Linked DNA regions of Macaca fascicularis: region 2 is linked to region 1. Evidence: chromatin contacts called from public Hi-C data. All regions are on one chromosome and are shown on one strand. The core of a region is the stretch at or near the end of the contact, and the rest is flanking DNA. Distances in the headings are between cores, read along the strand shown. Region 1 holds the start of MGLL (monoglyceride lipase). Region 2 overlaps MGLL (monoglyceride lipase).

The links. A called contact is a pair of places that touch in the nucleus more often than the background predicts.
Region 2: a Hi-C map of skeletal muscle shows a contact between it and region 1, with 2.8 times the contacts expected there. The contact joins the enhancer-like site here to the promoter of MGLL in region 1.

The regions. Positions count from the first base shown.
Region 1 is chr2:155,615,742-155,622,406 of T2T-MFA8v1.1, reverse strand. It overlaps MGLL (monoglyceride lipase), which reads right to left and starts at 5,068. Exons shown (of 6, transcript XM_074033216.1): 1 at 4,967-5,068; 2 at 3,579-3,723. The coding sequence starts at 3,633.
Region 2 is chr2:155,740,209-155,747,471 of T2T-MFA8v1.1, reverse strand. All of the region lies in intron 4 of MGLL (monoglyceride lipase), which reads right to left. Among named protein-coding and RNA genes, the nearest start is that of ABTB1, 26 kb to the left of the region's middle. Within about 2 kb of position 2,496, at least 1 of the 6 cell types and tissues checked has an H3K27ac peak or open chromatin away from gene starts, as enhancers often do.

The sequences.
Region 1 (6,665 bases), core at 3,819-6,318:
CCTGGGTAATTTTTTGTATTTTTAGTAGAGAGGGAGTTTCACCACTTTTGGTCAGACTAGTCTCAAACTCCTGACCTCAGGTGATCTACCCACCTCGGCCTTCCAATGTGTTGGGATTACGGGTGTGAATCACTGTACCCAGCCAATATTTTTAAATTCCAGCATGCTGAATTGGATGAGGCAGCTAGTCAGCCAAGGGCATAAATTCCGCTTTTTCGTTGTTGTTGTTGTTTTCAGAATAGACACATATCTCTGATCTATTTTTTTTTTTAAGAGACAGAATTTCAACATGTCGCCCAGGGTGGTCTCAAACTCCTGGTCTCAAGGCATTTCCCACCTCTGTCTCTGGAGTTTCTGGGCCACAGATGTGTACCACTGAACCCAGGTCATTTCCCACTTTTAATATATCATGAGCAAACGATTAGGGAGAATTCATTATTCTCTTCCTCTTTACCCTAGGAAGTGATCTTTACCCCAACTCAAAATCTAAAAATTTATCAGGAAAATACTAACTATAAACACAAAATCTGTCCTGCTTGGTGGTGTAAGGAGAACAACTGGATTTGGTCCACGTCAGAAGAATGTGGACCAAATCCCCCCGCCTTCCCCCACTGCCAGCAGGGGTCATTTGTAGAAAGATACTTTGTAACATTGGACTTCTGTTTCCTCATCTGTAAAAATGGGAATAGTAAGAATAATAATACTTGTCTCACAGATTGATGTGAAGGTAAAATGAGATAATGTGTGCACAGAATCTAGTCCAGACCCTAGAACATACTTGGCACTCAATTAATATGAGATAATTCTGCCATGCCTTAAGTATAAGATTTGTTATTACTGTAAATACTACAGCATGAATTTGCCTTGGCACTGCCAAATGGAGTTTAAGCTCTGATTCCTGATGATGAAATACAGAGACTCTGGCCTGCTATGTTAAAAACAGCACTGACGGTAAAGGCTAACCCAAGACATGCTTTCTCTTTCTCAGGGTCCAGTCTGAGGAGGCTGGTGTTTGTACGACAGAATTTGCTTCCATAAAGCGGGTTAAGCCAGGTTCCCAGTGCAGCGACTGACACCTGTGGCTTGGTGTTGCTCTGAGCCACCTGCAGAGCCAGTCCTGGAACCCAGCAGGTCCTCTGAGGGCAATATGTCCTTGTAGGTGCTCATGGCAGGCTCCAGGAGCTGGAGGTAACTGATTGGCCAGAAAATCCACCCAAACCAGTACTGACTAACTGATGCTGGCACAGATCCTTCTGCATAGTAAAATATCCACGGGCCCCCGGGGTGGCTTCTGAGGTCCCGAGGGCCTCTATGAGAAAGAGAGCAGAGGCGGGGCTGGAGATGAGGTGCTCTTAACCCAGGTTTTGCCCACAGTTGCTAGAGTAGTGGGGGAGGGTTCAGTCTCCTCTTTTTTTGCCCCTTGCTTTTCCTCCCTTCTTTCTTCCTAACTGGGAAGAGGCAGGATTGCACAAAGCCAGGTCCTGGTTTTGCTGAAGAGGGGTAAAGAGACTGGGGGGAAAGATTGAAGCCCTGGTGACTTGAGGTCTCCTCCCTCTTCCTAAAAGCAGAATGAATGATTCTGTGCATGCAATAATAATAATACTTATTATAATGATGCTGCGGGGGTCTCCCAGATCATGCAAGAGGGCAGGCATGCTGAGCAGCTGCTCTCGGTTATGAAGATACAGAGGTGTTTCATGCTGGCTGGCACAAACGTCTGCCCTGAGCCCCCACGCTAGGATCCCCAAGGCTGCCCCAAGATCCAGCAAGCACAGGGTTAACATGAGTCATGACAAGGGGCCTCCAGGACCTCTGCATCATCTCCAGGGGCTGGAGGCAGGGCAGGTAGGACCTTAGCCAGCCCCTTCCTCTTTGGTAAACTGAGGAAAACACAACAGAAAGTGTTCATTGAGCCGCACATGCTCATGGTTCTGTTGCTCTTTCTATTTCAGTACTCCTGCCCTCAATATTTTTTTCCCTTTACCTTTTCTAGACCCATACTTTTCTTCCAAATTCTGGGGCTGAACTGCCCCAGCCATCCACCCCTGTTCTTAAGCCCATCAGCAACCACCATAAGGCGGACGCTGACATCCAAGAGGCAGCCCAGTTTAAATTCAGAAGTTGAGTTATCATTTCTAACTAGAGCAAAAGCAACGGAGCAGAGAGAGCTCCCTGCAATGCAACTTCAGCACAGAGATTGTGAAAACCACTCGCAGGCGAGGAGAGGGCAGGGCAGCCAACTTGACCATTTCGAACACACTCACCCACCGCCCTCCCCCTGTGCCAGGACTGCAGAACCTCTTTATTTTTGTTGACTTCGAACTAGGACAACCTCACTACTTAACCAACAAAGCCCCCCAAGTCTGAGACTCAGATTAAAAACTTCTATTTTCAATTATTTGTCCTCTTTCTGTATATTGATCAAATTACCACAAACCACTAATCTGTTAGAAATTAATCCAAGATTGAGCAATTCTACAGCCAGTTAAGACAGAGTGGAGAATTAATGATTAATTAGCATCATAATGCTCGACAACCCCCCACACTTCCTCTAATGCATATGCACGTACAGACACATTCTTTAAGAAATGTATTACCAGAACTGGTAGGAACCCTTCTCAGCACATTACACACTTCAAAACACTAGAGAGAAACCATAGTCAGTATGTATAGCTGCCCTGAAGCTGTGACTCTACCTCGGGTTTTAAAAGTCCGTATCTCTGTGTTTTTGATGTGAGGCTCCCTGAATCATACCTTGATGAAGACAAAGAAGAAATTTTACACCTGTGTGAGGGTTGGGTGATTACTGGAGCACAAAGAGAGACATGATCCAACCACACAATGATCCCTAGGAGACAAGAGGCCTACAAAACAGGTAAAATGTCCCTGGAACAGGAAATGTTCACTTGTCACCAGGCCAACTGGTTACCACAAATAAATTCTTTTTCCAAATAACACACACAAGCAGGGTTTTCCTGCTTCATCCAAGAGGAGGGAGCAGCAGCAGGAGACCAACTGTCTTGCGTGTAGTCCCAATGCCTGCTTCTAATAGCAAGACAAATCCTTGATGGAAAATGTACAAAGTAATTGAGCAGGCAAGGAATCGGAAGGAAATACCCAGGCCCCTGTCTTCCTGGTGACACATGTATGCCATCTTCTGAAGCTCAGAAACAAGCAGGAAAAGAGAGCAAAGGTGAAGATATATGTATTACTTCGGGTTTCTCATCCACCTAGGGGATTTTCTTTAATTGTTGGGTTTGATTTTAAATGAATGCCTGTACAACAGGAAATCAACTCCAGTACAAAAAATAAAGTCATGTGGAATTTTTGAAAATTGCCATACGGTAGGATCCATATCTGAGTTGTTATAATGGAAAAAGAATTCCTGCTTCTTAATTTAAAAATTATAAAGTATACATTTTAGCTTTGTTAACATTGCTCAGCCTAACGTTAAAATAGCAGGGGAAGTAGGTCATAGAGAAAGCGGCCCCGCCCCAGATGGCACATGATAACGACCAGAGGAGAAGCAGGGGTCAAGCTCCCCTGTCACCTGGGGTGACTCTTTAAGGAAGACTTACTTGGGTGTGCCTGTGGGTTTCCAGTACCTGCAGAAGAGGTACTGTCCATCTGCATTGACCAAGTGAGGGAGATCCTGGTAGGGAATGCTCTGCGGGGTCCGCCTGGGGGAACTTTCCTCTGGCATTCTGGAAGGGTCTTCAGATCCTAGAAGGAAAGTGACATATTCCAAAGTCAGAAATATCTCAAGAACATGTATGGATAGGAGAGAAAAGCCTAGTTCAGAGTCAGTAACATTTTTTTAAAAGCAGTTTTAAAAACCCCTCCGTTTCAAAGGTTTAAAAAATACATATATTTCTTGCAAACCTCTCCAAGACTGAAAAATCCCATTTGTTCTTAAGAAAATGCTCACTTTATTTTTTAAGTGCCTCATTACAGCTTTTCCCCCTTCCCATCTGTGTTTATTTTAAATCATTTCAGGAAACTTCATCTTAAAGACTATTTTAGCTGTAATCAAGTGGAAATTACAGTCGGCTCTATGGGTACAAAGACCCAGCTGCAAGAAGACCCATCTATCTTAAAATCTCCAAGGAACAGTTTCAAGTGGGCACAGTAATGAGGTGGATGATACTCAGATTATTCCTCCCATCTGAAATTCCAAGGATACATGACAAACCTGTTTCCATTATGTGCTGGCGTTTGCATTCCACAACCACGACAGCCTGGAGAATCAGAACCAGGCAAACCCGGCTGTTCCCTCATCTAGGCGGCCCCAAGGCAGCATGAAGGCAGCTCCCGAGCCCTCTTCCCGCACCCAGACCCTGCCTTTCGTGCTGGGGCGCTCAGCCGGGAGCCTGCTTCCAGCTCCCACTGGCAGGCTCTCCGGGGCTCCCCTCCCTCCCCAGGGCGGGGAGCGGCGCTGCGAATCTCCACTACTAGTTCATGTCATCACTTTTCCTAAACAAATCGCTGGAGGGGCTCGGAGCAGGGAGGGGCCCGGGAAACTGGGAAACTAGCTCGGCGCACACCGAGGCACCTCGCAGACGCACAAATGCGGGTGCCCGAGGCAAAGTCGCCCCCAAGGTTTCTCACAAACTTTGCTTCCTGCGCGTCTCCGACAGTACAGGACATGTAGCCCCGCAGCTGTCATCGGAAATGCCCCTGGGAAAACCGGGGGGCGCTTCGCCGGTGTCTGCACCGGGGAAGGTGGGGACTAGAAAGATGGAGTTGATGGGGACAAGTTGGTTTGGGGGCTGGTGCGAGGGAGCAGGGAGGGCGCGCGCGCACACACACGCGCGCACACAAGGACACGCGCGCACACACACCGTGAACACACACACGCACACATGGGTAGCGGGAGCTCACGCCGGGTGTTTCCGGGACCCCGATGCTGCTCCCCACCCCTGACGGCGGCACTGGCGGGCTGGGGCGGGGGCCGGGAGGCAGTTACCGGGGCCACGAGCGCCGCTGTCGCGTTCCCCGAGCGCCGCGGATCTTCGTTTGCGGCGGGCTAGGGCCGGGACGAGCTGCGCGCGACCGGCTTCGCGGCGACAGGGTGCGGCGTCTGCGCCGCCACTTTATCCCCGGGCCGGCTCGGCGGCGGGGGCGGCCCGAGGTGGGTGGGGACGCGCGGGACCCGGCGGGCGGCGGGCGGCGCGGGGAGGCGGCGCCCGGGGCCCACGTGTGCCCGGCCCGCGGGGAGGAGCGGGGGCGCCGCCCGCCGACCCAGCCACGCACTCCTCTCCTCCCCGCCTCGTGGACAGCCGCGCCCCGGGGTGGCCGCCCGGGGACTATCAGGGAGGTCTGAACTGAGCTGGGTTCATCGGAGCCTCAGCGCAGGAGGACACACCACATCCCCGGGCACACGCGCGCACACATACCCACAGGCACCGCACGTACACAGACAACGCGCGCAGGGCCGCACACATACCACACGTGCACACATGTGCACTCCCAAAGTCACTACACTGCATGGACATACCGACACACATCCCAGAGATCCTACATGCATACAGACACACACAGACCACACATGCATGCACACACACAGCCCCAGCGACACAAAGACACCTGACATCCACAGAGACACACAAACTCACTTAGATTCACATAGAAAGTAATGCAGAGACATAGGCACAGACAACCCACAGAGACACAGACGTGCACAGACATCTGCAGACTACACACCTGGCCCACACATATACACAGACACACTCACATCATACACCTGCAATGATACACACACATCATACACACGCAGTCATACACAGACACACTCACACCTCATGCAGTCAGACACATACAGTACTGGAGGGGGAATTAGTCGGGCGTGGTGGCACGCGCCTGTAGTCCCAGCTACTCAGGAGAATCGCTTGAAACCGGGAGGCGGAGGTTGCAGTGAGCGGAGACCACGCCATTGCACTCCAGCCTGGGTGACAGAGTGAGACTCCATCTCGGGGGAAAAAAAATGCTGGAGGGGGTCCACGTGACTCTTGGTAGTGTAAAAGCAGATGGTGTATGCCTACAAATGCCTTGTCCCTTCCCGGCAATCCCCAGCAACCCTCCCATGCCCAGTGGCTGTGACCCCCAGATAAAACCTCTGGTGCATCTACGCAGGCCAGGGCACAGTCTGAGCTCTGTCCAGTATAACTAGCAACGTGGCCGTGGAGGATACGGCCACTGGACTGAGACTCCAGACCACTTGGGTTGAACATTAGCTCTTCCGCTTGCTCTTTGAGCCTCAGTCTACCACCTTCAACCTGTGAGTGATATACCTATGCCCCAGTGAAGTGTCCCTGACTCACACTGACCTCAAGAGGCCTTCCTGTCTTTCCTCCTCTGCAAAAAATTCTACACCATAGCAGCATTGAGAACTGTGTCTCGGCGTCACACTGTGTGTGTCCAATGAGGCCCAGGTTGTTGTAGAGCCTGTGGTCTAACTCGAGAAATAAAACAACAGCGTTTGAGCAGTGGCTTGAGTTGTAGGCACTGCTGAGCGTGACTCACCCACTGTCTGGCCTCTGGCAGGCCACCACGCCTGGAGCAGAGGAGTGGCCAAGTGACTTCTGGTCCGGGCAGCTCTACAGAATCCATGCAAGAGAGGTTGAGGGGCAGCAGTCTCAGGGGCAGGAAGCTTGGGGGCTTCACTC
Region 2 (7,263 bases), core at 1,247-3,746, 130 kb before region 1:
TGTATTTTTGTAAAAATACAAAAATTAGCTGGGCATGGTGGCGGGCTCCTGTTATCCCAGCTACTTGGGAGGCTGAGGTGGGAGAATCCCTTGAACCTGGAAGGCGGACTTTGCAGTGAGCTGAGATGGTGCCACTGCACTCCAGCCTGGGTGACAGAGCAAGACTCGGTCAAGAAAAGAAAATAAAATTTCAAGTATTAATTTGTATTTTTAAAAATATAAGCAACAACATATTGTTCACATCAATTATTTTATTAAAAAGTAGCTCTGCAGCTGTTTTAGCATTTGATTTTTGTTCTCTGTCTCCACTGATGTGGTGTCCACCTGGTGGAGTGGATGAGGGGCAAACAGTAAACTGCAGGAACAGTTTACTGGGGTCTGTGCTGGAAAGCGAGGGCCTGTGCTAGGAGCTCCCGGAGGGGCTTCAGCCAGGCACTGATGACGGGCTTTGGGGTGAGGGACACCCAAGGGCAGGTCTGGCTGTGGTGGGCTCAGTCTCTGTGAACCTTAAGGCTACACAGGATGGTCAGAGGCTCTGACAGGGAGGCCTGGGCCCTGGCTGTGCCCAAGGCCATCTCTGCCCCTCTACAGGACGTGAGTCCTCCCTCCTCAACCACCAGCCTGTGGATCTTGCCTTTCAAGGGGCTGCTCTCTCCCCTGTCCTTGCTCTCCTTGGCCTGTCTGGGTTTCTGGCTTCAGTCTTCCCGCCTCGGCAGGAACAGCTCAGGCTCCACTGCCCTGATCTCTAGCATCTGCCCCACAGGATCAGGGGATAAGTTTCTAGGTCTCTCTCAGGCCCATAGGGGGCAGGAGTGAGCCCCGATGCTTTTTTTTTTTTTTTCTCTTGAGAAGGAGTCTCGCTCTGTCACCCAGGCTGGAGTGCAGTGCTACAATCTCGGCTCACTGCAACCTCCGCCTCCAGGGTTCAAGTGATTCTGCTACCTCAGCCTTCGAGGTAGTTGGGATTATAGGTGGTGGTCACCACACCCGGCAAATTTTTGTATTTTTAGTAGAGACAGGGTTTTGCCATGTTGGCCAGGCTGGTCTCAAACTCCTGACCTCAGGTGATCCACCCGCCTCAGCCTCCCAAAGTGCTGGGATTATAGGCATGAGCCACTGAGCCCGGCCCCATGATGCTTCTTCACTCACGTTCATCATCCTTGCCAGTGGGTTCTTGGTGGGTTGGGGAGGGTTCACGTGGTGAGGACTGGGTGAGGGTCAGAGAGCATGTGGGGACGAGGAAGGAACACGCTGCCAGCTGCTCCCCGGGCAACCAGGGTGCCCACTGTGTCAGGACTCAGCATTTCCAAGAACTGGGCTACACCCCTTCCATTACCACCCCTACAAGGCCTTGGCCAGAATTCCGGACCACACCAAGTGGGAGAGGCTGTCCTGCAGTCACCCCTGCCATCCCTGGATTCCTTCCCATGCTGGGGACTGAGCACCAAAAACCAGACCATTTGTGTAAAGCCACACGAGACAGATTAGCCACTTCCTGCAGCTGAGCTGGCATGAGTCCTGCTGGGCCAGGCCATCTGCTTGGAGCCTGAGAGGACACGGGACTGGCAGGGCAGTTCATGGGGGCCCATGGCCAGGCCCAACCACAGGGGGTGCTTCCCCAGGGTCAGCCAGGAGCCATGAGGGAAGGAGGGCTGTAGGGCCTGCAAAAGAGCCCGGGGCTTGGGGTCAGTGGAGTCCCCAACAGCAGCGCCATCTACCAGCTTGTGCTGGGCTGTGACATGCAGGGTCTCACTGAGTAATAAAAGTAATAATAGCTACATCTGAGCTCTGTCTGTCTGCCCAGCACTAAGTGTTTTTGCGTGCAGTAACTCACTGGGCCTCCATAACTCCCCTGTATAAGGAATTGCTCTCATTCTCTCCATTACACAGAGGAGGAAACTAAGGCACAGAGAGGCTTGTCAACCTGCCTGCTGTTAGTTGCCCCAATTCTTGTTCTCCCCTACAGAACCTTGATGTTTCTTTGGGTATACAACTGCTCAGAATAAAGACTATATTTCCCAGTCTCCCTTGTAGCTAGCAATGTGACTTGTGGTCACATGACCAAGTTCTGGCCAATAGAAAGTAGGCAGGCAGGGGCTGTGTGCACACTCTGGGTCTAGGTCTTATTTTCTCCTTGCCCCATAGAAAGAGTCAGGGCCATGTGGACAAGGTTCGCCCCTGGAAGCCAGAGCAACAAGATGGGTGTCCTGATGCCGAGAAGTCACACCGTCTCTTGGTTAAGCTGCTGTTGTTGGGGGTATGGGTTCCAGCAGGCTGGCCATGCCCTGGGCTGGGCCACCACCCCATCCCATGCTGTCTCCAGGGCTTCTGTGGGATCTGTGGGGTGGGGGCCACACCCTCGACCCTGCTGCCAGCAGTCTTACAACCGCCTTCTTCCTGCAGCAGGCCTGCTGCTTTACCCTGCTGACCCCGAGCGTCCTGGGCACAGCAGGCCCTTGGGGACTCTGCTTCTGAGTTTAATTGCACTGATGGCCAAGCGGCTTCCTGCTCTTGGCTTCATTTTCCATGTCTTGATCACGTAGGCCCTGTTTACACAATGGCCTATTCTGGGCCTGGGGCCCAGCCACCAGATGTGTCAGGGAAAGGGTAGGCCCCTCATGTGAACCACAGCCCGGACTGGGGGTGAGGGGCAGAGGGAAACTGGGACCAGGAGGCGGGGGAGGGCTGTACCACATGGGGAGATTGAGGCACAGAGGGGCCAAACCCTCCCCTCAAGTGGCAGTTCTGGCCCAATCACAATGGCCTTGATTTTTTGACAGCTTAAGATCTCAATCCACCAAAAGTCCTAGGAATGTGTCTTGTGGCTCCCAGGAAGGAGATAGCCAGGCCCCTTCCTCCCAAACCAGGCCCAAGCCCAGAACATGAGCCCATTCATTCAATATGGACCAAAGAGTCAGTCCCCAAAGATTCCACACTGCATGATTCCACTGATGTAATGTTCTTCATGTGACAAAACTAGAGAAACAGAGACCAGACTCACAGCTCAAAGGGCCGAGGAGGGTGTGGGGCGAGTGGGGAGTGGATGCGGCTGCAAAATGGCAACATGAGGGGTCCTTGTGGGGATGGAGCCATCTGTGACTTGACTGTGTCAAGGTCAGTATCCTGGTTGTGATACTGTCCTGTCATTTTGCAAAATGTCACTGCTGGGGGAAACTGGGTAATGGATGCATGGAATCACTCTGTATTATTTCTTACAGCTGCTTGTGAGTTACAGTGATCTTAAATGAAAAGTTTAACTAAAAACTAATAGCAAAGGCCCATGTTTAGCTCACCATGGCTCCCACCAGCTGAGACCAGGGTCTGCTGGGGACATGGCAGCTGGAAGCAGGAGCCCAAGCTGGGGACCCAGGTCCAAGTGACCACTCCACCGTGGCTCTAGAGAACTGATTTCCTGGGGAGCCCCCACTGGCTGAGAGCTGAAGTCTTTTTTCCCCCGGGGTGGGGTTGGAGTATGGTAAGGCTCTACTCCTTCCTGGGCCTCAGTTTCCCCATCAGGGGACCCCAAAGGCTCCTCTTGGGTGTTAAGTTTCACAAGCTGGCCTCCTGTTGAGCTTGACAGCCAGGAATACACCAGCTGGGACTTCTGAATTTCCAGCACCGTCTCACTGTGGGAAGAAACTTTGCACTAAAGTGCAGTAAATACAGCTGCAATCCTCAGCTGGGAGTTTTCTTACACTTATGGTTGAGCAAAATCGAGACACAACCCCTGCAGTCAAATCTCTTGACCCTTTTTTTTTTAAACCATTCCATGATGAAATGCAATATTGCAGTTTAATTAGAATACTATGAAAAATAACTCATGCGTGGAGCCCTTGACTCTTTACTAGGTGCTGTAGTAAGTGCTTCACTCGTACTTGCTCATTTAATCTTCACAGGAACCCTGTGATGTAGGAACTATTATTATTACCTTTTTACATATGAGGAGACAAGCTCAGAGAGGTTAGGTGACTCACCCAAGGTTACACAGCAAGTAAGAGGCAGAGCCAAGGTAAGAAACTAGGCACTCTGCCACTGCCATCAGCATTCTTAGCCACTTACCATGCTCTGCTGCCTGTCTCGAGAGGAGAAGGTGAAGGTCAGTGCTGGGGTATAGACAGCCAGGAGCTGTGCAGGTGGCAGGGATACTAGTGCTCTCAGAAAAGGCAAGAATGGTCCCTGATGAGGACCATAAGCAGATGGGCCTGAGAGATGGTGAAGTGATCTGGTGGGGCCCAGGGGTTACCACCGCCCTTCACAGCCAGCCAGAGGGGATAGGGGAGCCCTTCTGGGCACAGACAGGCATGTGTCCCCCTGGATGAACCTCTAATCACAGAGAAAGACAACCCAGCAGGCTTCATCCCTGTAGATCTGTCCACAGCTGGCTCTTCCTGCCTCTCCTTCCCTGCAATCTCCTCCCTTTTCCTATGGAAGCCTCACCCTTCCATCTGGGCTTTAGAGCCCATCCCAGAATTCCCACCTTCTTCCTCCATTGTTTAGATCTCTCTTAATCCATCCCTTTCCAATACAGGGAACTCAGATAGCCTTCTCTGGCATAATAGAGAAAGAGTGCACGACAACTCTACCTGAGTGATCTCTGTGAAATTTAGAAACCTGCAGGAACCCTAACAGGAACTGGCAGGTCTTTGTAGAGACGATGCCTCATTTCCCACCTTTGTCTTGAATGACCGGAGACATAATTTGTGGTGGAAAGAGCTGGATGAGAGAGAATCCTCTTGTGATGGCTTCTGTCTCCCATCACAAACGGCTTTTCAGCCCCTTGCTCTTAGCTTAATTAACACTGTCTACTCCACTTTCAGGCCTCAGCTCAGCCTTCCCAGACCCCCACAGACTCTGCTGCCCCAAAGCCCTTCTCCCATGCCGCACTCGGCCTGGTCTGCAATCAGCGCATCTCTTCCCACATGTCTGCCCCACTTGAGGTCAGGGCTCTGTCCTGCCCTCTGCATGTCCTGCACAGTGGCTGGCACAGGGAAAGCCCTTGGTAAACTCTGGTGCAATGGATGAAGAGGCAAACCATTCCCTAATCTAGCCCAAGAAGTAGCACCTTTGGGTACTGAGAGACCTCACTCATGGCAGCTGAGAACTGCTGGCCGCCTCCTGGCCAAGCGAGTGTCCACAATGGGAATGAGACTTGGGACCCTCGAAAGCAGAGGCCCTTGTCATTTCATTCAGTGAACGACTTTTCTGCGTGCACACATGGAAAACCCCGACAGCACGCTTTTGGAGCTGCTTGGCATTGCTTTCCTTCAGTGCATCGTGCTGAACCTCAGGCCCATGGAATATCCTAAACACAAATAAGAATGTACTGTAGGCTGGGCGTGGTGGTGCATGCCCATAATCCCAGCACTTTGGGAGGCCAAGGTGGGCAGATCACCTGAGCCCAGGAATTCAAAACCAGCCTGGGCAACATGGTAAAACCCTGTCTCTACAAAAAATACAAAAATTAGCCTGGTGTAGTGGTGCACACCCGTAGTCCCAGCTACTGGGGAGGCTAAGGTGGGAGGATTGCTCGGGCCCAAAATGTGGAGGCTTCAGTGAGCTGAGATCATGCCACTGCACTCCAGCCTGGGCAAGACAGTGAGAGTCTGCCTCAAAAAAAAGACAAGAAACAACAACAACACAAAAAAACAGCAACAACGAAAAAAAACAATGTCAATGTCCTGTGGAAGTTGGCCTGAATTTGGAACATGCTGAAGGCTGGAAACAGCTGTGCTTGGCGTGGCTCTGGTGTGCTTCCTCTCCCACACATCCCCTCCCAAGCCTGTAGCACCCTGGTCACTGCTGTCAGCTCCCAGAGGGCTCACGGCATTGGGTCCCTGCCAAGCAGAGGTGGGTCCCTGTCATGCAGAGGTAGGTCCCATTTCAGACTCACAGATCTGTACCTGTCCCCCTCTGTGAAGAACCCTGTAGTACTTCCCACAGGGGCTGCAGGGCAAAGTCCTAACTTCTTGGTATGGCCTGCGACACCGCCATCCCTGCCCTCCCTTAACACTCCCCACTCCCCTTGACCCCAGGGCACTTGCACAGCATGTCCCCTCAGCCTTCAGACCCCTTCCTTGGCTGCCGGTGGAGTTTCTCCCTCCCTATCAACCCTCGGCTCAGCTGCCCTTCCTCCAGGCAACCTTCCCTGGTCCCATGTGTGTCATCCCTGGACCCCTTTCCTCATGTGCTTGTCACCTGCACTACAGACTGGCCCCGACACCTCCATTTCCACCATCCCCTTCCATGCCCTTTCTCTTATCTGCCAGCAACCCTGTTCCCTCTCTTCAAGGCCCAGGTTAAGCGTTTCCTCCTGTGGACAGGTGCCCAGACACCCTTGCTGACATCCACGCTTCTCTCCCCGGGCTCCCGTATCTTTGCCAACGCCTCCTTCAGTGGGCCTCTCTCAGAGCTGTGATAGCAACAGCTCTCACTTGCTAGGGTCCACACTGTGCTAGGTGGCTGTGCAGTCATCTGGAGGGATCTGAGGAAGGGCAAGACTGAGTGTGGCTTCCAAGGTCACACTGAAGAGATGGAGCAGGGTCCAGACTCAGGTCCTTTTGGAAGGCTGTGCTCTTCCCACTGAGCCCACCGCCCCTTTCCCCTCTGCGCCACCGCAGCTGATGGGCCTGGCCGGCAGGGACAACAGGGCAGCCTATGGGGTGTCGCAGCCTCCAGCTCTAGCCTGGCCGGAGTGGGAGCCCTGAGAAAGTTTGCTGGTGTGGTGAGCTGCCTGCAGGGTGCCAGAGGGGAGATAGGCCCTGCCTGACTCAGCAGAAAGCCCCTCCGTCTTGATAGACCCAAGCAAGCCCTGCCTACCAGGAGGCCTGAGTCCCCACAATGACCTTACCCTGCCTTGGGCCAGCCCTAGCTGGCAGCCAGCCTCGGTGGCTGAAATTCCTGAACCAGACCAGGGCCATTTGGAAAGAAGATGTTGCTGCACATTCTCCTCTCCTGGAAGCTGCAGTGCCATTTTGGACAGAAAGAGGATAATCAAGGATCAGCCTACATTTCTGAGTTGCCACTTAATCAAGGGTGTGCAAATTAATGAGCATTCTTTCCTCCAAATTACTTTTTACTATGAAGGTTTGAACTTCTGGACATCCTGGCATTTGTTTGTTTGTTTGTTTTTGAGACTCCCTCTTGTCGCCCGCTGGAGTGCAGTGGTGCAATCTCGGCTCACTGCAACCTCTGCCTCCCAGGTTCAAATGATTCTCCTGCCTCAGCCTCCTGAGTAGCTGGGATTACAGACACACGCCACCAGGC